Linked DNA regions of Mus musculus: all the other regions are linked to region 1. Evidence: chromatin contacts called from public Hi-C and promoter capture Hi-C data. All regions are on one chromosome and are shown on one strand. The core of a region is the stretch at or near the end of the contact, and the rest is flanking DNA. Distances in the headings are between cores, read along the strand shown. Region 1 holds the start of Wdr5 (WD repeat domain 5). Region 2 holds the start of Setx (senataxin). Region 3 holds the start of Cfap77 (cilia and flagella associated protein 77). Region 4 holds the start of Camsap1 (calmodulin regulated spectrin-associated protein 1). Region 5 overlaps Gtf3c4 (general transcription factor IIIC, polypeptide 4). Region 6 holds the start of Tsc1 (TSC complex subunit 1). Region 7 holds the start of Sec16a (SEC16 homolog A, endoplasmic reticulum export factor).

Region 1 (3,329 bases), core at 275-2,774:
GAGTTCCCATAGCAACCACTTTTGTGGACCATACAGGTAGCAACAGGAGCTGAGACTTAAGTAATGAAAAGGGCTAGAAAGTCTCTTTCAACCAGCATCTCATCTCCCTACTCCAGTGAAATGAAAGGCCAACAGTGTAGGGCAGATCTATCTCCAGTGTGGGAAGTCTCTAGGAACTAAGCTTCTTTTAGCATATAAAGAGATTCACCTAACAGCAGGTGGATGACCTTGCCAACAAGCACACCACCACCCAGCCCTGCCCATCACATCGTTAATAAGCTGGGTCTTTCAGGAAGACAAATATTAACATCTGAAGACACTAGTTGTAGCACCACCCACTTTAATTCCAGCTCTAAGGATGAAGAGCTCTAAGGATGTGGGCCCCAAACAACCAACCAAAAAACAAAAACAAAAACGGGGAAGAAAGAAAGAAAGAAAGAAAGAAAGAAAGAAAGAATATCAACATTAGCCAATCTGCCTCACAGCATTCAGGAGGCTCAGGAATTCAAAGCAGTTAAATGTGAGGCTAGCATCAACCTGAAACCGGCTCAAAGGAGACCACCACTTTCCAATTCCACAGGGTAGAGTCCAAGACAGAGCACTCAGGAAAGCAGGACTTGGGGAGGGCAGGTCTGGGAGGAAGCTGGGTTAAGCAGGATCCTCAGCAGGTGGTTTGGAGCTGGCCTCCACTGCCCACAAAGGAGGTAGGTAACCGGCAGCCGCAGCCGGGGCTTTACACTAGAGTGAGCCTGACTATGGAAGGGCAGCAGCCATCAGTCTCCCTCCAGTCAAATGTAGACTCCTGGTTTCCACCCTAGTACACAAGTATGGGAAGACAGAATGGTTCAGTCACTCAGGTGAGTGCAGTAGGTAACCCAACAAAGAACTCCAACCCATCCTCTCTGGGCTCCTAGATACCTAGGTACTAGTAGCCTTGGCTTCACACCACTGTGCGCTCAACTGCCCGGCTGTCCCGGACAATGTTCAGAAACCCTTGACCGGTCAGCCCTAGTCAGGTAGAAACTTGCGCTAGGACACAAATGAGGGTTGTGCCCGCAGCACGAGAGGCGCCAAGTGGCCAAGGAAACCTGCGCGACGCTGGCTGGGTGTCCCCGATGAGACAGAGAATTCCACTCCCAGTGACGCCAGTCTGAGGTGTGAGTCTCGAGAAGCTCGCAGGACTAAGGGTCTAGGGGCGTAGCAGGGGCCGCAGTGGAAGTAGCGGGCCGTGGCGGCCACAAGGGGCGGCGGGGTCGGGGCGCGGCCGCAAATGCGGCGTCCGGCCCGGCCCGAGGCCCTCGGAACACGTGCGGCGCTGTGGAGCCCGGAGCCCGAGGGCCCTCGTGGCCGCCGCTCGCCTCGCGCCCGCGGGACCGGGTTTCTCGCTTACCTGCCGGGGCCGCGGCGGCGGGGCCGGGCGCTCTGGCGTCGCGTCGGCTAGCCCTACGCGCGAGAGCAGACGATCTGCTGGACTAGGCGGCAGCGGCGCGGGAGGCGGGAGGGATTGCGCGTGCGCGAGGGGCGGGACAACGGGCGGCGACGAGGGTCAGAAAAACTAGAGGAGGCGGAGCGCCTTAAAGGGGCCGTCTGTGGTTCTCGCTTCCTATTTGACCGCTACTGGTGTTCGGTAACTGCAGACTGGAGCACTCTAGAATTAAAGATGGGTGAGAACGTGCTTAGGTGCCTCTCCTGTTATTCTAGGCTGTGTAGCCAAGCTAACAGTTACAATTTGCCTGTGCTGGCCCGTGCCTGCCCAGGACTGTTGGGAAACCTCTTGGTGCCACTGGTGGATGTCCACGAGGTCCGGAAGTCCGGAGCTCCTGCGGCCTCCCCAGCCTACCGCAAGGCGGGGGGCTTCCTGCCGCTGCAAACCACAGCTCAAATTGAACATACTTGCCTCTCTTCTACAGGGCCATAAGGAGGCTACGCTGTACCACCACCACCACCCCACACAGACACACTCCGAAAAAGGTCTTAGGAGCTACCGCTGCAGGGAGAGATCTACAGTAGTGTCCAGGGAAGGCAGGGCACTACTGTAGAGAAGGAAGCCTGCACGCTGACAAGAGAGGAGCTACCTGACTTAGAAGACAAACAAGAAAGAATGTGGACAGGAAAGGCAAGTGTCCCTAACACAGGGGCTCCAAGTCCTCCAGCTATGCATGCATCTGGAACGATGCAGTTGCACCTGAATGTAGGCTCAGGCAGTTCACATTCCAGGCAGCCACAGCATCCACTACAATCTGGCTCCTGTGTGGCTCTGGAGCTCCATTTTAAAGGCTTTATCTCATTTTCACAAGACAGCCCCTAGCAGGCTGGCCGGCCTGCAGTTAGCAAAGTTTTGACAGCCCTCTTTCCTGTTGGACCACCTCTACTCCTGTCACTAACGGGGAAAACACCCAGAGAGGAGGACACAGGGACAGAAGGAGAACCTGGAGCCAGGTCTGCACCTCTCACTTCACTGTCTAACTCACATGGTCTTAGACTCTTGGAGGTGGCTATGACCTGTGCAGCCTCATCTTCCAGTCTGGGAATATCAAATATAACGCGTGGGGAACCTGTGCAGAGGGAGGGACTAAGCAACTGAAGCTTGAGAATGGAGAGTGTGTGGTTGCCATAGCTACAAGAGTGTGAGAAGACTGACATTGGCCTGGAATCTCCTGCTAAAGGCACAGAAACAGTTCAGACGAATCTGTGTGTCTAACAGACCTATGCCAGGAGCCCTGGATGGAGTGGAGCATGGGATGGTAAGAATAACATCTCCGTATCTGCCTAGCTAACCGGACTGGAAACCAAACCTAATCCTCTGCCACCCACCTCTCAGATAACATTCAAACCTGTCCACCTCCATCCTCATCCCGGCTCTACCTAAGATGTGGCCTTTTCAAAATTCCAGCCAAAGGAATTGCTGAAAATCCAGGTAAAGTGTATGCATAGCATGCAAGAAGCCCTGGAGCCAATCCCCAACACTCATAAACCAAGTGCAACAGCACAAGTATTAGATAGTTAGAGGCAGAAATATTAGAACTTCAAGACCAGCATGGAAGGCTCAAAGGATAAGGGGTCCTGACCCAGAAGCCCCAGATTTCCAACTTTTACTCACACTGGATCTGTAGTAAGAATTTTGATATCTTTAAAAACACAGTTATGTAGGGCCGGGCGTAGTGGCGCACGCCTTTAATCCCAGCACTCGGGAAGCAGAGGCAGGCGGATTTCTGAGTTCGAGGCCAGCCTGGTCTACAAAGTGAGTTCCAGGACAGCCAGGGCTATACAGAGAAACCCTGTCTCAAAAAACCAAGAAAAAAAAAAAAGAAAGAAAGCACCCTATGATA
Region 2 (3,329 bases), core at 295-2,794, 1.6 Mb before region 1:
GGTATGGGCTGGAGAGATGCCTCAGGGGTTAAAAGCACAGGATGCTCTTCCAGAGGTCCCAGGTTCAATTCCCGGTAACGACCAGTCCAGGAGATCTGACACCCTCACACAGACACATGCAGGCAAAACACCAATATGCATAAAAAGTAAATTATTAAAAAAATAAATATTTCACTAAGTGCTCCATTGAGAGTGCTGACACCAACTCCATCTCTAGAGCAGTAACCTCAGGATCACCTTGTCCCTCTCCTCTGCTGCATCTGAGTCTAGCACTCCTCCTTTCTTGAGTCTTCCTATTCTTTCATCATTTGCCCGAATTACTAAGTCTAATCTCTCTGCCTCACCTGACCTACCTCCAAAAATTCCTAACAAAATGCTGCCAGAGGTTACTGCACACATTAGACTTATTTTAAAAAAAAAATTAAAGATTTGTTTTATTTATATGAGTACAGTGTAGCTATCTTCAGACACACCAGAAGAGGGCATGTCAAGGTATGGATCTATGCCACATTTTTAACTCTAGTACTTATCAAATAACTAAAAAAGAAGTTATTGTTTAATAAGACAATTACCTTGACCAAGGTCCTACAGAGAAGTGATGCTCTTTGTGATTGCTGGGCTTATCTGTGAGATGTGGCTCTGCATTCAGACAGATTCACACTTTGGCCCCCAAAAAGAACATTTCTGAAATTAAAATAAAAACTGATAAAATGTCCCTTACATTATGCATCTCACCTGGGCCTTGTGTCATCTAATGAGTTACCTAGGTCAGGTTAGATCCACACACTACTGGGGGGAACGGCTTAACACTGATCCCCCCCCCCAACTTCCCTAGGGACTGTTCTCCTCCAGGGGCCAAATAGGCACTTGATCACATCCGCTGTGGGCGTACGGGAGGCTGTCCACACCGCAACGCCTGGTACGGCGGGGAGGGCGTCCGGGTGCCCATGCGGAAGCGACGCCAGGACAGAGGGTCGGATCCTTACCCGGGAGGCCTCCCTCGCCCCGAAGCTAAGGGTCCTCGCTGTACATCGTTGCCCAGGGCCGGCGGTGCTGATGCCAGAACAGCAGAGATCCGGGGGCGGGCCTCGCTTGCAGGAAACACCAAGCGCTGCCCGCCCTTGGTAGCAGCGGCAAGCCGCCGCTCTCACCAAACGCAGCTCTCCAGAAGGGTCACAGCAGGCGCCCGCTCCCGCAGGCCGCGCGCAAGTTCCCAACGGCAGTAAGCCGCGCGCCCCTCACCGCGCACGCGCTCTCCTCTCCTGCTCGTTCGCCCGCTCGCGGCTTGTCCGCGGCGCGTCTCACCCCGGCTAGGCCCGGCTGCAGCGCGCTAACCCACCTCCATGCCCCCCGCTAGAACAGCAGACGGAAGGGCAAGGCGACGCCCAACGCCCAACCCGCCGCTGCCGCGAGAGCGGACCCCGCCCTCAGCCCGCCCCCGCCAGAGCCGGCTTGTTGTGGTACACCAAGGGGGCGGACCATGGGGGCGGACGGGAGGTGGAAAGTGCAGCAGCGGGGAACAACCGGCCTGACCGCTGAGTGGCGTCACTTCCGGAACGAGGGGGGTAAGTCCGACCAATCAAGGACTCCCGTCCAAAGGAGCGGTAAATTAGCCGAGGAGCCTGTCCCCGCCCCTTTCCTCGTCCCGCCCCCTTTCTCACCCCGCCCCTTCCCCGACCCTCTTCGGGGAGATGCTTACCTGCTGGTTCCCTTTGGGCTCTTCCGCTCCCCAACGTCCGCGACGTCTGTCACGTTTCCGTCCGAAACCTAAACAATAAAATGTGTGCGTGATTCTGCAAGGGCGCCCCAAGTCGAGGGCTCTGCCCGTTTCCGACCCAGAACAGGCTCCGATAATGGAACACAGTCATGTCAGATTTCCCAAAGGACAGTTGGGTGGCCCAAAACCTCTCCTCCTCAAAAACGGAATTTAGGAAAAAAACAAATCACTTTACAAGCCCGGCAGCCTGTGGTCCCTGTACTCAGAAGGCTTAAAGCCAGCGCATCCAGGCCCAAAGGCCAGCCTCGTACAGAAAGCGATTTCGAGGCCTACATTACATTCACCAAAATTTTAAAATTAAAATAATTCTTTTTTTTAAAAAGGAAAGGGTGTGATGAGGTTTCAACTCCAGACCTGGAGGTCAGCGATTTGGAGGCCTAAATTAACCAAAAATTAAAAGTTAACATTCTTTCTTTTTCTTTTTTTTTTTTTCCTTTTTTTTTTTTTTTTAAAGGAAAGTGTGCAAGAAAGTAACTCAGGAGCACTCACCTGTCACACTGTAACACTGGGTTCCATTGCCAACGCCACAGAAAAGAACAAGGCTCTTAGAGGTGGCAGGTGGGTCAGAGACCTTCCTACCCTGGAGAACCTTAACGCAGAATGAGAAGCCAGCGCCTGAAGCACGAGGGTAAAGCTCTAAGGAACGTTCCAGAAAAGGGGGTGTGGTTTATAAGGCAGCAGATGACCGTTAGAGGGGCTTTAGCCAATCAGGAAGCGGCAGTTGAAGCTGACCGTTATTTTCTCCCCCCCCCCTTTTTTTTCATTTCGTCAAAGGTTTCTATCAAAATCAAAGTTGCAGAAAGTGGTTTCAAACTAGAAGCACTATATGTATGCATGGTTTTTAAAGTAACACATTTATGATAGTTTTTTTTTAAACAAGACTCTTGATAGCTAACTGAAATTTTCAGAAATGAGGGGAAATGATAGAAACTACCCGCAGTTCCTTGTCCCTGATGATACAGATCCTGGCAGAATTCGTAACCCAGATTTCAGACTTCAGCAATATACCATGCTTTATTCGTGAAAGGACATAAATGCTAAGTTACTCTTGAGTGTAAGAAACACAAGTCTGACGCTGGAGCGAGAGCTCAGCAGTTAGGAACACTTACTGATCTTCCAGAGGACCCAGAGTTAATTTTCTAGCGCCACATTGCAGTTCACATCTGTCTGAAACTTCGGTCCTAAGTGATGAGAACAGATGCCCTTCTCTGGGGCCGGCAATGGGTGCACATACAAGCAGGCAAAACACTCCTACACATAAAGATGAAATAAAAAGCAAATATATAATAATTACAAATAAGTATTACGTTACATTATATTTTTAGAATTATATAACATAAAATATAAATAATATATACACATGTGATTTGCTATAGAATAACTTAGGCCTGGATACCCTCCAAAATAATTATAAGGTGCACAAAAATGTTTTGACTTATGAAATCAGGACAAAACAAAAAAAGGTATAGACTAGCAAAGATGTTTTCCTTGTAATAGTATATTTGCCTTTATACCAACAGTAATAAACATGGTCTTTGCTACTTCTGTGGAT
Region 3 (3,329 bases), core at 444-2,943, 1.5 Mb before region 1:
CAGTCCTGAACCATTTTTCTTGTCCCCCTGCCCCCCCCCCAATTTTTGACTTTCTGGTAGGATTGAATTTTTTTTAATTAAAAAAAAATTGTGTTGTAGGTTAATAGATCCTTAAGGATAATCTCAGATGCCATTTCCAACTGGGTCTTTATATTTGTTTATTTGGTATGTGTGTGTGTTCATGTGTGCCACAGCATTCTCGTGCAATTCGGGGGACAACTTGGAATGGGTGGGATCTCTTTTCACCATATGGGTCCTGAGAAACAAACTGGGTTGTCAGGCTTAGAGGCAGGTGCCTTCACACCCCGAGCCATCTCCCCGGCCTTATTTTCAGATATTCTTACTCAGTGAACCAAACCTGATGATCTTTTTCAGTTTCCCTCCATTTGATTCCAGAGTCAGACACTATTGATCTAATCCATATTTTTTTTTTCTTTCGAGGTGGGAGGAAGTGTCCAACAGGGAAACTGGCTTGGGACCACCCACTGAATTAGCATTGACCTCAAGCCTAAGAATGCATATTTCTATTGCAGTACGACTGTGTTAGTACCATATCCCAGAGAGAGAGAGAGAGAGAGAGAGAGAGAGAGAGAGAAGAAGAAGAAGAAGAAGAAGAAGAAGAAGAAGAAGAAGGAAGAAGGAAGAAGGAGGAGGAGGAAGAAGAAGAAGAAGAAGAAGAAGAAGAAGAAGAAGAAGAAAGGAAGGAAGAAGAAGGAGGAGGAGAAGGAGGAGGAGAAAGAAGAGGAGGAGGAGGAGGAAGAGAAGAAGAAGAGAAGAAGAAAAGAAGGAGAAAAGAAGAAGAAGAAAGGAAGGAAGAAGAAGGAGGAGGAGAAGGAGGAGGAGAAAGAAGAGGAGGAGGAGGAGGAAGAGAAGAAGAAGAGAAGAAGAAAAGAAGGAGAAAAGAAGAAGAGAAGAAAAGAAGGAGAAAAGAAGAAGAAAAGAAGAAGAGAAGAAGAAGAAAAGAAGGAGAAAAGAAGAGAAGAAGAAAAAAGGAGAAAAGAAGAAGAAAAGAAGGAGAAAAGAAGAAGAAAAGAAGAAAAGAAGAAGAAAAGGAGAAAAGAAGAAGAAAAGAAGAAGAAGGAGAAGGAGGAGGAGGAGGAGGAGGAGGAGGAGAAGAAGAAGAAGAAGAAGAAGAAGAAGAAGAAGAAGAAGGAAGAAGAAGAAGAAGAAGAAGAAGAAGAAGAAGAAGAAGAAGAAGAAGAAGAAGAAGAAGAAGAAGGAAGAAGAAGAAGAAGAAGAAGAAAAGATTCCCTTGGGAGGGAACTGTAACTAGAGTAGGGTAGTTAGAGGGTGGAAGCCAAGGATAAGTGATCCTCTAAAACCTCTTCTCTTTTAACACAACCTAGATTTGATTCTTGGGTTTTTCTATGTTGATTTGAGACAGGTCTAAAAGGTCTCTGTGGTTGCTAAGAATTTCTAGAAAGAAAACCGGAAGCTCTTGAGCTGTTGGCGTCTTGTCACCAAGGAGACGGGACGTTCCATTTTTCCGAAAGGGGTAGTGTAGACACTCTTCCCTCTCTCAGTCTGCTGCGAGGTGCCCAAATCACTCCGAAGAACTGGCGGGGTTTAAGCTTTGGACAGAGGCTCCGCAGGTGGGCGCGCTCTGCTCCGGAGCCTGCCTTGCCGCGAGGTGCACCCCAGGGTCCCCGTGGTGCAGCCCGGAGCGCGCGCTCGCTCGGGGCTGGAGTCCTCAGACAGCGCAGAACTCTGTGGGCTTTGCAGCCAAGGTCTAATCCCGGAGGCCCCTGGGATGCCTGATCCGGCGAAACCCGGGAAAGACCTCACGGCATGGAAAAAGAAGAAGCAGCCCGTGCATCGCACGGTCAGCCAGATCTGCCCGCCGCCCCGACGGCCGCTGACGGTGGTCGACATCCGTACGGGCATGGAGAACGAAAGGCTGGGGGTCGTGCGTGACTCCATGTTTCAGAACCCGCTCATCGTCAAGGTGAGCGCCTGGGCACGATCATCCCCTCCGCGGGCACCGACGCCGCCGATGGGTTCCAGCTGCTGAACTCTCGGGACCCGGGGCCCAGGGTTTGGGCGCAGTGTAGGAAACTTGCTCTGGGTGAAACAGGCCTCCTGGACCCTCTGCAGTCGTAGCCAGTCCAGGAACCTCAGTGTCCTCAAGTGGCACACGTTAGCGGGGTCTTTCCCCACTACTGGGAAAGACTATGGATAGGGCAATCTCTACCGGGCTCGTACCCACAGGGTGACAGACAGGTCTCAGGCACCCATCCATGCCCTTGCCACCCAAGATCCATCTTCCCCAGCACCTCTGGTCTACTATGCAGCAGGTGCTCTGGGACTGACTGTCGGGAAAGTATCACAACACCATCTTAAGTGTGCTGGGGGTGTGAGATTCAAAGCCCTCTAGGAGGCGTGGCTGGCACTTGCGTGGGAGCAGCGTTTATAGACAGATCACTTTCCCTTTCGGTGCTGGTCCTCCGCACTTTTGTCTGTTTTCCTGTCTGGCTAAAAACTACACTTGGGCCGGGCGTGGTGGGGCACGCCTTTAATCCCAGCACTTGGGAGGCAGAGGCAGGCGGATTTTTGAGTTCGATACCAGCCTGGTCTACAAAGTGAGCTCCAGGACAGCCAGGGCTATAGAAAAACCCTGTCTCGAAAAACAAAAACAAAAACAAAACCCAAAAAAAACCTACACGTGGCCGTGGCTCTGCCTCTTTAGGCGCCGGGAGACCGAAAAAGTAAAGTTGAAGTTTAGTGGCGCAAATTTATCTTGTGCCGCTAGAGGGCAGTGTGCTTCTAAAAATTGACCTCGGTTTCCAGGTTCCATAGAGGTATGGGCATGCTGATGGGTTCTTTGACTATAGGCAGACCTATATTGTTAGACCTTTCTGGGCTAATTAATGCTCCCAGGAGGACAGAAGCTAGATACAGGGAACCCATGAAGCAGCATCCTTAGCACTGGCCCCTCTGAGATGTTTCCACAGTGGAACAAGTTTTGCTTACTTCTTGGATTCCTGATCTTAGCAGGTACCTGGGACAGAGAGTTGGAATTCACTGCCTTAGGCCAAGGAGGAAATCAAGGCCTATCAGTGCCTATCAATGGGTGTCCTGATAAAATTCCAACAGTGCTTTTATCTATCTATCTATCTATCTATCTATCTCCCAAATGCTGCCCTCTCCCGACCCCTGTCCTCCCTCGAAGAGTTCCTCTCTCTTCCCCTCCCCTCTGAGAGGGCAGTCCCCCCTCCGTATCTCCCTGCCCTGGTGCATCAAGTCCAACATTGCTTTAATCAGGTGTCACTAGTGTGCAGCTCCTTATATGAGAGGAAGGGCATTATAGAGTCACTTCCACAGTGAATTCT
Region 4 (3,329 bases), core at 245-2,744, 1.5 Mb after region 1:
CCCAAGTCTGAGCCTTGCTGGTTTTACACACCGGGGTTTAGATCAGCCTACCATAGCAGCCCAGTCTACTGCTCCTCGGACAGACACTAGGCTCACTTTTTACTCCTTTCTGCCCAAATGTCATTCTCTTCGGTCTCTCCATGGGTACCCAGCCCTAACCAATTTTTATTTCATTTTATTTTAAACAGGGTCTCACTATGTGGTTTTGGCTGACCTGGAACTCGATTAGAAACAGGGTGGCTCTGAAGTCACTGAGATGCACTTGCCTCTGCCTCCCAAGTGCTGGGTTCAAGATACTTGCCACATGAGGCCACTATCCATTTTTTGTTTGTTTTGTTTTTTGAGACAGGGTCTCATCTCCAGTAGCTGAAGCCGGCCTTGAATTTCATCTAGATCCTCCTGCCTCCAGTCTCCCCACTGCAGGGATTACAATCATGGGATACCATGCCCAGGCTCATCCGCGGCTCTTTCTGACTACATCATACATGCACTTGGACTTGAGGGACAGCTACCTGTACAACATCCACTCTACACACTGCCTTCTTCATACATAGGGCGGCTCTGGCAATGACAGAAGTTAAACACCTTGAAGTTTGCAGATGATGGTTAGTAAGGTCACCCACGCCCGGGCCGGAGGGTTCCTGAGCCTTCCCAGGGGCTGGTGCGCACACAGTCCGCTCTTCAGTGACATCTTTCTCCTTCCGCACCCAGTTTTCAAAAATATACTATTGCTCCTTTCAAGCACTAAAATGCAGGTCACACGCGACGATGGTCCTAGGCTGGCATCCATTTCCCTTAGATGCCAAAACTGGTTGAGAGATCTGATAGTGCCCACCGAGGAGGAGGAGGAGGCGGAGCTCGCGGTTGCTCCGGACTCCCGAGAGCTGCGGGGATTGTTTCTCTGGGCTAATCTCAGGCGCAGTTCTCGAGCCGCACACACTCTGCGACGCCCACTTTCTGCCAGTCCGGGCGGAGACGTCTTGGCATCTCAGTCCACAGATGCAGCACCGGTGCAGACTCTAAGGGCGCTCAGTTCTCAGAGAGCTGGCCTTGCCAGAGGTAGAGGCGAACGTCTCTGCACACAGGACTGAGGCTCAATCAAGGCCAGAGATTAGTCTCTCAAGTTGCTAGGAAACAGGCTAGCCCTCAGAAGAGAATACTGCGCCTGCGCGGGATCCGGACAGGGGCGTGTCCACTGTGCCGGGGGGTGGGCGGGGAGGGGCCGGATGGACTAGCGTGTATGCAGCCTTGAGGACGAAGTAGAGGCGGGGCCGAGGGTGTGTCCATAGCTACTAAGGACACGGACTGGGCTAGGTTAGAGGGGCGTGCCTACTCTGCAGGACCAGGGCTGGGGGCGGGGCTGAGGGTGTACCCAGAGCATCTGAAGAAGGGGACAGGTACGGAGCCTTCAGGAGGAGGGCGGGGCGAGCGGGCGGTGTTACGGGCGGTGCCTACTGCGCTTGCGGAGAAAGGTGGGGCTGCGGGGGGCGGTAAGTGCGCCTGCGTGACGCGGCGGCGGCGCGTTAGCTCCCACCCGTTGGCCGCCGCCTCAGCTGCCGCTTCTCCTGGGCCGCGCACGCGCCTCCGCCACCGCCCCCGGCCCGTGCTCGCACCGCGCTTGCCCCGCGCCTGCCCCGCGCCTTCCTCGGCCGGCGCTTGCCCGCCGCCGCCTGCCCGGCCCGCTCGGCGCCTTCTCGGCCTCGGCTCGGCGCCCGCAGCATGCAGCAGCCTGGGTGGCGGCGGCGGCCGTGAAGTAAGGGCCGTGCGCCCGGGCGGGCGGCGCGGGAGGGCGGCGGCGTCTTTGTTGCGGCCGGGCTGCCGCGGCCTTTGTCTGCAGATGGTGGACGCGGGCGGTCGCTGTGCCGCCGAAGGCTGGAGGAGGATGGAGGCGCCCCCGGAGGGCGCCGACCTGGTGCCGCTGGACCGCTACGACGCGGCGCGGGCCAAGATCGCCGCCAACCTGCAGTGGATCTGTGCGAAGGCCTATGGCCTAGGTGGGCGGGCGCGGCGGGGTCCGGGGTCGGGGGATGGGATTACAGGGAGACGGACGGGGAATGAATCCGGTTCCAGGATGGTACTAGAGGGGAGCCGACGGGGAACGCACTGGTTTCGGATGCGACCGGGAGGTGTCGGACGGGTATAGGAGCCGGGGTATGGGACCAGAACTGGGGTCGGACTACGACGGGGGATGGGACCAGAGGGGAACGCGACGGCCGCAGAATGGGACCAGAGGGAGACCGACGGAAACGACCAGGTATGAGACCAGAGGGGTCAGAAAAGGGACTGACATGCTGGGGGATGAGAGCAGAGAGTTTCGGACGTTGGACAGACGGGGCAGGTTGGGACCAGAGGGGATCTGACGGGTCTTGGGGGGATGAGACGCACGGGAGGAGGTTGTAAGGTCTAGGGACAAGGAATGGAGACAGAGCCAAGATTGAGAATGAGGCCGGTGACAGGGCCAAGGCGCGCCTTCGCGTGGTGTCAGTTCAAGTCTTGCTGTTCTGGCGGCGGCCCAGGTGAGCGAGCGCTGAGGTAGCCCAGGGTCGGTCCAGGCATGGGACTGTGTTCGCGTGTCATCCATGCTCTCTGAGTCTCGGTGGGTGGAGGGTGCCTATCATGTGCAGTGTTATTCTCTGGCAATTGGACTGGTCCTCTAAGTCCAAGAAAGACTCTTACCTAAATAACCACTGCTTAGCTGTTCCTTACTGCATCAGGGTGACTAGAAGGCTGGATAGTTTGAGACTTAGTCTCAAACTAGAGTTCCAGCCAATCTGGTTTATATATTATGAAATTTGGTACTTAACAGAACAGAAGTTATTGGATACTCCAAAGATACATTATGTGTAATACAGATTGTATAGAAACCATCATCTCCTTTGGTTAATTCCTGTTGTAAAGAGCAAGGTAACCTTGTTTATGAAGCCTAATATGCTTAGTAGGATTAGGATTCTCTGATTTGGTGCTCTGGGAACATTGCAGACCAAATAGTGCTGGTAATGAGTTGGTTGGGAGGCTCTAGTATCAGGGCAGGTGTCTTGTTTTAGGCATAAAACTATGATAAATGAAGCATAAATTACCCTTGTGCTGGCAAAAACATTACCTGAAGACTTGGGTTACTGAGATAACCCTTTCAGGAAAGGGTTAGGTGACCACTTTGGAAAACTTGCTAAGCAGGTGTGCTCGGTGACAGTGGCCTCCAACTAGTCATAAGAACAAACTGTTTTGTGAGTCTTGGGATTAAATAAACTGCTTTATTTTAAATTTACTTCTGTGGTATAAAACTAGCAGTGAGGAAGAAATTCTTTTATAGTTTTCAGTGTTATAATTCT
Region 5 (3,329 bases), core at 541-3,040, 1.3 Mb before region 1:
GTGTTTGTGGCTAAGCCAGTATAAAAACAGTGGAAAGGCTGTACCCTACTTTCTCATAGCATCTCAGTTCTAATTAAAAGAATGACTTTTGTGTCCTAAGGATCTAGTTATGCTTCATACAAAGACCTTTCAGCCTATGGTGTTGATTTTATTGCAGTTTTTGGGTGTTCTGTGATTACTAGGCACATAATACACACCTCTCAACCTGTTTTCACCCCCAGCTGCCCCACTTCCCCTTCTCCTAGTTCCTGCCATGGCTTGTTAATAGTTAATACCACAGGCCTATTGTATATTTGTTTATGCCTCATAAGTGTATCTGTGCTTTATATATAAAAAAGTAGCAATTTTTATTCCCCTCCTTGAGAAGTATTGTCACTGAGAATGCAGGAGTTAAACTAAACAGTTGACTTTGGTGATTGAGGCCACAAAGAATAAGTAGAAGCAGTTCTTCCTCACATAGAACTTAGGCCCAACTCTGCCCTACTTGAGAACACTGGACAGCGTCACTGCTTCACACATGGGATGCTATGCTTGTCTGGATAAGAGATGTTTGTCCTTGATGTGAAGGACTATAAATGAATTCTGAAAGCCAAAAAATTTAGACCAAGAAGTAATTTAAATTTGTGAATTAAGCTGGATATGGTAGTGCATGCCTCCAATACATAAGAGGCAGAGGCAGGAAGATCTCTGAGTTTGAGGCTAGCCAGGGCTACGTAGTGAGACCCTCTCAAACACAAACACACACAAATGTGTAAGTTATATATGAAGAATTGAAATGACTAGCTCAAATTAGCAGTTAAGATGCCCTTTGAGATTTGGGTGAGTTAATTAACCAAATTACTAAATCTTGTAAACTGCCAGAAGAGGTAAAGCATAAATACATTAAAACCTGGGAAGGACATGAGTTATTAATAAAAGAAGTGGCTTAAGGGTTGGTGTATATATACCCCATGCCTATAAGGCAGTATGGTGTGTGTGTGGCCGGGGGGGGGGGGGGTCAGCAAATAATAAAATAGACATAGATTTTTTCAGACATTTTTCTTAGAGAATGTAATCTTAAACCAGGTCTGGAAGCACAGGCCTGTTGTCTAATCCAGCTATTCCAGAGGCTGAGGTAGGAGTAAGTATAGCAAATTCAAGACTGTCTGGACAGCTTACTGCCACCCTGTCATAGAATTAAACATTGAAAGAGACAGGTATGGAGTTCAGTGGTAGCAGTGCCTGCAAGGCCCCACATTCAGTCTCACCACCACCACCACCACTCTTAGTAAGGCCAAGAACAGCACCTATTTCTCCCATGCTGGGTCACTCACGGTTATCTCAGGTGCTACTAGGCCAGTCTGTCTTAGAGCCCTCAGAAGGGGAAGTAACTTTAACTCTGACAAAAGACTAAACTTTGTGGGCTGGAGGGAAGGGTCTGCAGTTATAAATACCTCCTGCTCTTCTAGAGGACCCAGGGTATTCTAGTGCCCACTTGGTGATTCACAGCCACTGTAGCTCCAGCTACAAGGGCTCCTCTGTGGGCACCTGCACACAAGTGGCACACATACAAACAAAATCTTAAAAAGAAATGTTTTTAAAGACTATACATTTCTATGTTTTTACAGACGTCACATTTTTCACTAGGGAGATTATGGATTTCCTTTTGAAAGCACCATAAGTAAAAACTATAAACTACTAAAACAGCCAAAACAAAGCAAGAAAGGAGAGCTTGATTTTTAGAGGTTTCTCCCTTGAGTAAAGTCCACCTTACTGGTTGAGGTCGCTGGATCTGTTTACTTTTCTTTGCTGTTAATACTGGTTGAAGGTGCAGGTTTTGAGCTCTTTGGGCAGCAGCTTAGCTGTAGAGGTATACCTCTACTATCCTGGCACAATCCTGTATTCATTGTGAGTAGCCTTCACTCCCAGAAACCCATATTCGCTCTTCACTCTGCACCTGTGATGTCTTACCAGGTCTTGATTGGACATATCTCCAAGAAGATGAACAAACAGACCTTCCCTGAGCGCTGCAGTCTGTGTAAGGAGATCTTACCATTCACAGATCGCAAGCAAGCTGTTTGTTCCAATGGGCACATCTGGCTCCGGTAAGCCTCCAGGGCTGCTCACCCTCATGGCTCAGTTTTGTGCAGCACGGAACCACCGGTCAGGGCCCTTCTGCTTGATGGGTACAACTGTCTGTGCTTGCTTGGACTGCCATTTGCCTTGCAGGGTTGAGGTCGTAGATTATACTTGTGTGCCTTTTTTGGCTATGTTTCATAGTAACAGGCATTGGAGAGGAGATGAGAGGGCATCAGAAAGAATAATCAGAATGCTCTGTGTGTGTGTGAAGTTGTCAGATGGCAAAAACAATAGTTTTCATAATGAAAGAATGCTGTCCTGTTAGTCTGGCCTTAGAGGTGACCTTGGTGAGCCCTCAATTTTGCTCCCTCCATGAGATGTGTCATCACCTTCTCCCAAGACACCATGCTTCCTACTTTTCCTCCAGCCTCTGACTTCATTTCTGGTTGTGCAGCTCCTATGTCATCTCCACAGTGCCTATCCTTAGGCCTAGCCTTTGGTCACACACGATTACTAAAGTGTTCTCTTACTACTGGTTGTACACAGATACACCTGCATCTGCTTCAGTCAAGACTTGCAAGTTAACTTCCTGCCTGCTTGGCATCTTTATTTAAGTGTTGCTGCGGGACTTCATGTGGAATCAAACCCTGACTTCATTTTTGCCTCCATAGCCCTCTCCCAGACCCTGACATTGTTCATGCACATGATGACAGCTATCGTCCACCTGGGCCTGCTGTTCCCATACTTCAGCCCTCAGTCAGTTCTCTGCAGTTGTAGTTATGACACTCAGTCTTTGTCTGCTCTTGTCACAGCAGTCCTCAGTACTCTCCACTAGGGCTGGGGTGTGGGTCTCTGAGAGCACACTTCTAGCATTTGCAAGGTACAGAACCAACAAAAGCTCTCCAAGAGCTAACCGTCTGATGGGAAAGCTAAAACTCTTTCAGAGACTTGCAGCCTCTCACAGCCTGTTCTTGCCTCTTCACGACCTCATGTCTGCTCTGAGCTCAGGAGAACTGGCCACCTGCTCAGGTCAGTATGGCCTCCTGCTGGCTGGCATCTGCAGGGACACAGTCGGTTTCCTAATGCTCCCTCAGCTTCTCTCACATATGCACGTGCTCCACCTAGTGCTAGGATTCCTTTGCTTTGCTGCTTTTTCCTTATAACCCATTTCATTCTTTTTGTTGTTTGTTTGTTTGATTGTTTTTTTAAAGGCTGGGTTTTCCTGAAGCTCAAGCTGGCCTTGAACTCAGAAAGCTCTGCCTGCTGAGTGC
Region 6 (3,329 bases), core at 517-3,016, 1.1 Mb before region 1:
AATACCCCTTACATTTACACCAGGTGGTTACAAAAGTCTGAACAGCCTCGTTTGCCTGATGTATGACTGTTAAAGGGGCATTTCCTTACAAAACTCTAAATCAGTTTTCCTATTTGCATATCCCAGGTTTATTCAGCGACGCTCAAGTTAAAAATCACAGGTGGGTTGCTCAGTAAATCAAAGGCTCCCAGAAGATTAGGCTCTGTGAAGCTTCCTAGAATTTACCACTGCGCTTCCCCAGCCTGTTTGAATGCAGATGACTCCAACTTGATCCTAAAGTTATAAATCAAAATATCTCAGAAGAGCATTAGTCTATTTTAGTACTTTTACAGCTTACAATACGTAAAGTGAAGTGCTAATTCCATATTCGTTTTCTTAAGTAAGGATTTCAGCCTTTTTTTTTTCAGTGAATACCACCGGTTTTATGGAAAAATACAAAATACTTTGTAACCAAATTTGGATTACCAAATACACCGTGCTGTAAGAAACAAAAGCTTAAGACATACAAACCAAATGCACCCTGTTCAAAATCTCTCACCACACACACACACACACACACACACACACACACACATATCCCTACCTTGGCCAAATGATTAACTACACTCACTTAATAATAGGCCACCTTTAATCAAATAACAGACAAATGGAACCAGTCGGACTTCAATTCCAGTGCTGTCTCAGAATAGGGGGGTGTGACCTTGGGCAAATTATTCCACTCTCTCCAGGCCTCAGTTTCTTCATTTAGAAAGGCTGCAGACTGCTTCTCCTTTGTCCAGAACCAAAGACAGGATGGCTACCAAGCACTTTCAATAGTGCTCGGTCACACAGGCACCCCCTATTCCCCCTCTCCAAAAAACAAAAAACAAAAAAAAAACAAAAAAAAAAACAAAAAAAAACGATAGTTGCGATTACTGGCCGACCACACTCCACGCCATCCCCACGTCTCTCTCATTCCAAATCCAACACGCGAGAAGCCAAACTCTTCTAACCCACAACACAAAGAAAGTGCTTGGGTTCTAAAAAAGGTGTCTGGGACCGCAGGCAGTGGGTCCTCCAGGTCCTCAAATGAATGAATGAGCGTTCAGCAGTGGCTGGGCAGGTAGCTGTCGCTAACGAGCACCTCTGCCGACTTGGAGGTAACTGTCTTCCAGCATCAATTAAACACCCACAAGTACACCCAGAGCCAAGCACTCGGCCGTGCACACTCTCCCCGAGACGGCGGGCGCCGGGCAGCCTCCAGTGCCCACAGGCGGCCTTCATTCATTCTCCACCCCCAGCCCCGGCGGCTGCAGTAGAGGCTCGAGCCGCGACCCCACCCCCGGGTCCCCGTGCCGGGCCCGGGGTCTCTGACCTGCGCGGCGCACCCCCGCGGGAGCCTGTCACCGCAGCAAGCGAGGGGGGCGGGTTAGCGGGGCCACCTCGGGCCCGGAGCTGCAGCCAGCCATGCCATCGGACGGAGCAGGCCCGCCTCAGCTCCCCGGGGCCCCAGCAGCCCAAGCCGAGCCCTGCCGGAGCCAGCGCGCGATGAGGGCGAGGAAGAAGCTCCCCGAACCCCCTTCCCCGGACCCCCGACTCGGCTAACGCGCTCCGCAGCGCCCCACAGCGTGAGGTCACGCTGCCAGAGCTGCCCCGAAAAGCCCACAAGGAAAAGAAGGGGAAACACCCCCCGTACTCACCCACCGTCTCCTCCCCCTCAGCTGTTTACCTCACAGTCCCTCCAGCCTACAGGGCGCCGCCATCTTGGACGCGCAGCACCTCCCCCTGGCGTGAAGCGTCTCGAGCGGCGGGGGCCTCCGCTATGAAAAAGAGTCCCTATTCGGGTCTCTACTACGCTCCGAGCCTAATGCCAGATGGCCAGAGTCTCAGCCTCTCCAGACAGGACAGGATATACCACTTATGACGATACAAGCTGGCCGAGATAAATAAAACCGAAAGAGATTTTAATGTGGAGGCGGGGACGGCGGAAGGATCGTGAAGGTGGGAGCCCACTGAGAGATCTTGTGACTCTGAAGGAGGCCGAAAGAAGTCCCGGCGCAGAGGGCGGAGCCACGAGACCGGCCGAGGGGTGGGGTGGGGAGGGGCGGCCACGTGATGGTGACAGGAGGCGCGCGCTCGGAACAAGCACAGTCAAAAACAAGCTGGCAGGGCTAGGCTCAGTGGAGAGCGCTGGCCCTTTCGAGCCAGGTCCCTCTGTCTTTGGCACACCTGCCACCTTTGGGGTCTCCCTGTAGGCGTTCCTATTTCCAAATGAGCCTCTGGGATCCCCTTGGATGGACAGCCTGTCAATTGCAGCAAAAAGGATGGGGCTTTCCCCCACCACCACTTTTTCCTTTGCAGAAGAGTCTGTGGAGTGACATGTAGAGGCCAGCCTTAGTCAGAGGATGCAGTTTATGTTGTAAAGTCAGAATACCTTGATTTACTTGCATGCCATGACAAGGTGTCAAGTCTTTTCAAACCTTGCCGGCTGTGGTGCAAAGCTTTTTAGAGGGATATCAGAATGTATATAGTTTTCATTTGCTGTTATTTTCCTTATTTGTATTATTTTTTTAATTAATTATGTATTTATTAAGGTTTTCCAAGACAAAGTTTCTCTTTATGCTTTGCCCATCCTGGAACTTGCTCTGTAGCCCAGGCTGGCCTGGAAGTCAAGAGAGTCTTCTGCCTCTGCCTAGCTTTAAAGGTGCTAGCTTTAAAGGTGTTCACCGCCGCAGCTGCCCCAGCAGCCGCCGCCACAACCACCACCACCACCTGGCATTGTGTATTTTTTGTTTTGGTTTGTTGTTGCTGTATTTTGTTGTTTTTTGGTTTGGGTTGGAGTTTGGGGTTTTATTATACTTAAACTTATATAATAAGACCCAGTGAAAGATGATAAGCGGAAGCTAGAGAAATGGCCTTGCCGTTAAGAGCATTTGTTGCTCTTACAGAGGACCAGGGTTAGGTTCCCAGAACCCAAATGGCAGCAGCTCCCAACTACCTATAACTCCAGTTCGAGGAGATGGCGCCCTCGCCTGGCCTTCTTGGGAACTAGGACTTCTCTCCTAAGCATACATCCAGGAGGCTCTCCTTGTCCTTAAGATAATTGAGTTTGTGTACACTCACCCCCAAATTGTAGTCTTTCAAGTCGTGTGCATTGCACGTTGGATAAGCCAGGGAAATTATTAACAAATAAGTATTTTGTGTGTATTTAGTGGTTGCTTTGTATTGAGAGAAAAGCTTTGAGGTGTGATTAAATCGTAAACTCTGATTCTATTTGGGAAAAACAGGAAAAAAGGTGCACTTAATCTCTAGCTAAAACAGCGTAATTTTTCAACTTTTACCCTAAAATT
Region 7 (3,329 bases), core at 289-2,788, 1.1 Mb after region 1:
CTCAGAGGCCAGGTTAGCTTGGCTGCATGATGCCAGCCAGTCTATAGCAGGCATCGAGTCCTGTCCCTACCTTAGGATGGAGTCAGAGATGGGAGCCAGCACAGCTGTCCCTTTAACATCTCTACCCTTGGGGGCCTGAGAGTGGAGACCTTGCATTTTATTATTTATTTATTTGTTTGTTTATTTATTTAGACGAGGCCTTGCTATTATTTAGCTCTAGCCATCCTAGGGTTGGGGTTGCTGCTTCTTTTTAGGGACTTAAAGTTGAGTCTACCATGTGTTCAGAAAGAGTTTGGAAACCTGGCTCTCTAAAGATAAATGTTAGCTTTACAGAGTGACCCACAGTGCCACGTCAGAGGACATGAAGCTGGCCCTCAGTTCTCCCGGCTATGCTTGCGTGTCTGAGCGCTGGCCAGCTCCACCACACTCCCTCCTTCCCTGCCTCTGGGTTCGCCACTGACCAGGCGGCTTCGCAGGGGCACCGCCTTCTCACGCTCTCTGGAGTACAGGTGAGGGAGCCAGGCCTGGTCACTTCCCCGATGACAGCACCCACCTTTTCCGGAGAGCCTCTGCTCCGACAGACAGACCTGCTGACATCCCTGGTCTAAGTCCAGCGTTCCGCCGTGGGCTTTAGGCCGCGCCCTGCCGGGAGGAGTCGCAATGGAGTTTGAAGGACTTGGCCTCCAGGCTCTGGCTTCTCTCCTCTAGCAAAGGTTGGAGGGGAATGGGGGTGGTGGTGGTGAGAGTTCCTACTAGCACCAGGAAAGGCATTTGCTTAATCACGCGAACTGCGCCGGGCAGGCTCCAGCAAAGAGCCGTAGCCAAGCAACGGGTACAGCTCCGCGCACGCGCCTGTCCAGCCCGCAGAAGTCGACCGCCTAGCTACTCGAGCAGGGTGGCGCACGCGTAGTCGCCCCCGCCGGCAACCAAGAGAACCCAACGGAAAAATGGGGAGGGGGCAAGCGAGAGGGCCCGCTGGGGCTCTGGACTCAGCGGAACTTCTGGCTTTGGTTTTTCAAGACTGATTCTCCCCGGGGATCTGGATTGAAGAATCCTGTCCAGTCAAATCCTAGAACAGGAAGACTGTAGGACAGAACCAGCGTAACCAGGGCGACGTGAAGAGGCGGGGCCCGCGCTCCTGGCTCCGCAAGTGGGTGAGGGCGGGGCCACGGGGGTGGAGCTGTAAGTGACTGACGCAAGAGGGGCGGGCCTATGGGTGGGACGAAGAGATGAGGCGGCAAAAGACTGGAGACGAACGAAAGGCGGAGTCAAAAGGGACACTACGAAAGGCTCTTAAGGGGAATGGGCGGGGCAGCTCCTGGGGGGCGGAACAAAAGGATGAAGCAGTGCAAAACTGGACGGGAGAGGGGGCGGAGCCCAAGGGGGCGTGGTATGATTGACGCGCCGAAGACGTGTACGGAGCGCGGCCAAGAGGGCCGGGCAGGGGGGGCGGGGCAATGGGTGAAGCAGCGAAAGACTGGAAGAAGCAAGAGGAGGGGCAATTAAGGGGCGGGGCGCGCTGACGTCTCCTTCGGACACGTCGGCGGCGGCACCTGGAGCCGGATGTGCCAAGATGGCTGCGGCTGCTGCTGGGAACGCGCTAGTTCCCCCTACTGCCGCCGCCGTCGCCGGCTGGGTTTCAGTTCGCGGCGCCTGAGAAGCCAACCACAGCTCACAGGGTGAGGGCTGAGTGTATGGAGCACGGTGGAGGCCCGAGGGTGGGCGAGGCTGCGGAGGCCAAGCAGGCTCAGTGAGCATCGGGCCTAGCCCGGAGTGGCGAGCGCATTTAAAGAGACACAGTCAGGCCTGGGGAGAACGACAGTACCGGGCCGCCTGGTGCTGAGACACCGGACAGGTTACGGGCCGTGTCGCCTTGGTGGGTTGTCTAAGGGGCTCGTGGTTTCCCAGACCTGACGGGAGACAGATACCTGGTCAGGGCTTCGGGAACTGGTTGGCCGCTGGGGAAGGTGTGTTAACATGGCCAGACTGTGACACCTCCGAGGAAGCCCGCAACTCATTTAAAACGAAGAAAGTGCAGGAAATTGCCAAGCTTGACTTTTGCTGGGTTCTGAAGATATTTGATTCTCGTTGGCTCGAAGACTTCCTCAGAAGTTGATGATCATGGGACACATTTTCATTTGAAACAGGGAGTAGCAGCGTTTATTTGTAATCTCTTGGCCGGCGGAGCAGGATGTCGCAAGGGAGGTCGTGATTTGTTTTTTACCAAGGTGTAGAAAAATGTCGGCTTGGCTGTGGAGCGTCCTGTAGATAACTCTGGCTGTTGTGCTTACACAGGTTTTTAAATGGCATGTAGGATGGTCGCGCACTGAAGGAAAGATTTCCTTTCAAAAGTGTTGACTAGAGGCGTTTTCCATTCTGAGTTTGGCAGTAAGAAACAGCAGACTCACAGATTACTGTTCCTTCAGGTCCTTTTGCAAGGTGCAGCACAGTGCAGCTTCCTTACACGTTGTCCACGTTCCCTTCCTAGGGTTTCAGTGCTCATGTCTTGCAGATTTTGGTATCCCGTCTTGCTTTTATAAGCAAACATGAATGTCCATGTTTCCTGTGTGTCTTCCTCACATAGTGTATAGCTTTTTCTCTTCTGCAAATGCCTTCTTCAACATTTAAAGGGTTCCGGCTCAGATTTTGACTTAGAAGGGAGGTGTTTATCTTGTCTGTCTGATAAGAGTATCACAGACAGTCACCATGGGGGAGATTGTTGGCGAGTGGAGCTCACTAATGTTCTTGGGTTCCCCTGTGTTCTACAGTTTACAGCTGTTAAGGCTGGCAGTGAAAGGATCAGGGGATGTTTAAAATACCTCAGTCACATAGAGTCATACTTAAAATGTCTTGTGTAAGTATGTATAGAGATGTGAGGTAGTTGAGCTACAGAGCTGGGTTCATGAATAATGCATCTGAGATCAGTAGGTCTCACTGAAACAGGTGCTTTTTTGAAAAGTAGATAACTGGCTGAACAGAATAAAAGTGTCTATAATCCTGAGATAAGTAGTAGGCAGTTCATTATCTTTCTGTTGGTAAGTAAAGACGATTAAAAGAATAATGTTCAAGTTGCAAGATTATTTCACCTGAAACAGGCATATTGTGGAAAAGGTCTCTGTATAGGAGCTGTAGGTCTTTGTAGGGGATAGTGTTAGCTCATAAAACACCCATTAAAGTTGAGAAAATAATTTCAAATTTCTGCAAACAAAATAGTTAAGTATAAATTTAGGCAATTTGGATTCTCGTAGGCAGCATTAGGGATCGGGCCCTTGAAAGAATATATGGCCAAAATCTTAATAGTGAATTCAGAAGACACTTGAGCGTGAAAA

Evidence for each region. Promoter capture Hi-C pulls out the DNA fragments that hold promoters and counts their contacts. Hi-C and Micro-C count contacts between places; a contact is called where the count stands out from the background.
Region 2: a contact with region 1 is called in a promoter capture Hi-C map of pre-B cells, with 4 times the contacts expected there. The contact joins the promoter of Setx here to the promoter of Wdr5 in region 1. A contact is called at or near these places in 5 of 39 promoter capture datasets (embryonic stem cells, fetal liver, hippocampal neurons and 2 more) and 2 of 115 datasets of contacts at active chromatin or transcription factors (embryonic stem cells and pancreatic cancer cells).
Region 3: a contact with region 1 is called in a promoter capture Hi-C map of liver, with 4 times the contacts expected there. The contact joins the promoter of Cfap77 here to the promoter of Wdr5 in region 1. A contact is called at or near these places in 5 of 39 promoter capture datasets (cranial neural crest, hippocampal neurons, liver and 1 more) and 2 of 9 other capture datasets (adipose tissue and pancreatic islet).
Region 4: a contact with region 1 is called in a Hi-C map of B cells, with 6 read pairs. The contact joins the promoter of Camsap1 here to the promoter of Wdr5 in region 1. A contact is called at or near these places in 2 of 39 promoter capture datasets (the HPC-7 cell line and liver), 1 of 484 Hi-C or Micro-C datasets (B cells) and 1 of 9 other capture datasets (liver).
Region 5: a promoter capture Hi-C map of liver shows a contact between it and region 1, with 2.8 times the contacts expected there. The contact joins the enhancer-like site here to the promoter of Wdr5 in region 1.
Region 6: a promoter capture Hi-C map of hippocampal neurons shows a contact between it and region 1, with 3 times the contacts expected there. The contact joins the promoter of Tsc1 here to the promoter of Wdr5 in region 1. A contact is called at or near these places in 6 of 39 promoter capture datasets (erythroid cells, fetal liver, hematopoietic stem and progenitor cells and 2 more), 1 of 484 Hi-C or Micro-C datasets (embryonic stem cells), 2 of 115 datasets of contacts at active chromatin or transcription factors (embryonic forebrain and extraembryonic endoderm stem cells) and 1 of 9 other capture datasets (adipose tissue).
Region 7: a contact with region 1 is called in a Hi-C map of B cells, with 6 read pairs. The contact joins the promoter of Sec16a here to the promoter of Wdr5 in region 1. A contact is called at or near these places in 2 of 39 promoter capture datasets (liver and pre-B cells), 2 of 484 Hi-C or Micro-C datasets (B cells and embryonic stem cells) and 1 of 115 datasets of contacts at active chromatin or transcription factors (pancreatic cancer cells).

What each region holds. Positions count from the first base shown.
Region 1 is chr2:27,513,342-27,516,670 of GRCm38.p6, reverse strand. It overlaps Wdr5 (WD repeat domain 5), which reads right to left and starts at 1,524. Exons shown (of 14, transcript NM_080848.2): 1 at 1,391-1,524.
Region 2 is chr2:29,123,207-29,126,535 of GRCm38.p6, reverse strand. It overlaps Setx (senataxin), which reads right to left and starts at 1,544. Exons shown (of 26, transcript NM_198033.2): 1 at 987-1,544; 2 at 573-684.
Region 3 is chr2:29,053,430-29,056,758 of GRCm38.p6, reverse strand. Cfap77 (cilia and flagella associated protein 77) reads left to right here and starts at 1,693. Exons shown (of 6, transcript NM_001166705.1): 1 at 1,693-1,945. The coding sequence starts at 1,751.
Region 4 is chr2:25,981,447-25,984,775 of GRCm38.p6, reverse strand. Camsap1 (calmodulin regulated spectrin-associated protein 1) reads left to right here and starts at 1,494. Exons shown (of 18, transcript NM_001372499.1): 1 at 1,494-1,994. The coding sequence starts at 1,838.
Region 5 is chr2:28,829,257-28,832,585 of GRCm38.p6, reverse strand. It overlaps Gtf3c4 (general transcription factor IIIC, polypeptide 4), which reads left to right. Exons shown (of 5, transcript NM_172977.3): 3 at 1,954-2,084. Among named protein-coding and RNA genes, the nearest start is that of Gtf3c4, 9.4 kb to the left of the region's middle. Within about 2 kb of position 1,790, at least 9 of the 459 cell types and tissues checked have an H3K27ac peak or open chromatin away from gene starts, as enhancers often do. A contact at or near this core is called in liver, where this site is marked.
Region 6 is chr2:28,639,670-28,642,998 of GRCm38.p6, reverse strand. It overlaps Tsc1 (TSC complex subunit 1), which reads right to left and starts at 1,766. Exons shown (of 23, transcript NM_022887.4): 1 at 1,709-1,766.
Region 7 is chr2:26,443,425-26,446,753 of GRCm38.p6, reverse strand. It overlaps Sec16a (SEC16 homolog A, endoplasmic reticulum export factor), which reads left to right and starts at 1,538. Exons shown (of 30, transcript NM_153125.2): 1 at 1,538-1,679. 0610009E02Rik (RIKEN cDNA 0610009E02 gene) reads right to left here and starts at 830. Exons shown (of 3, transcript NR_152209.1): 1 at 554-830.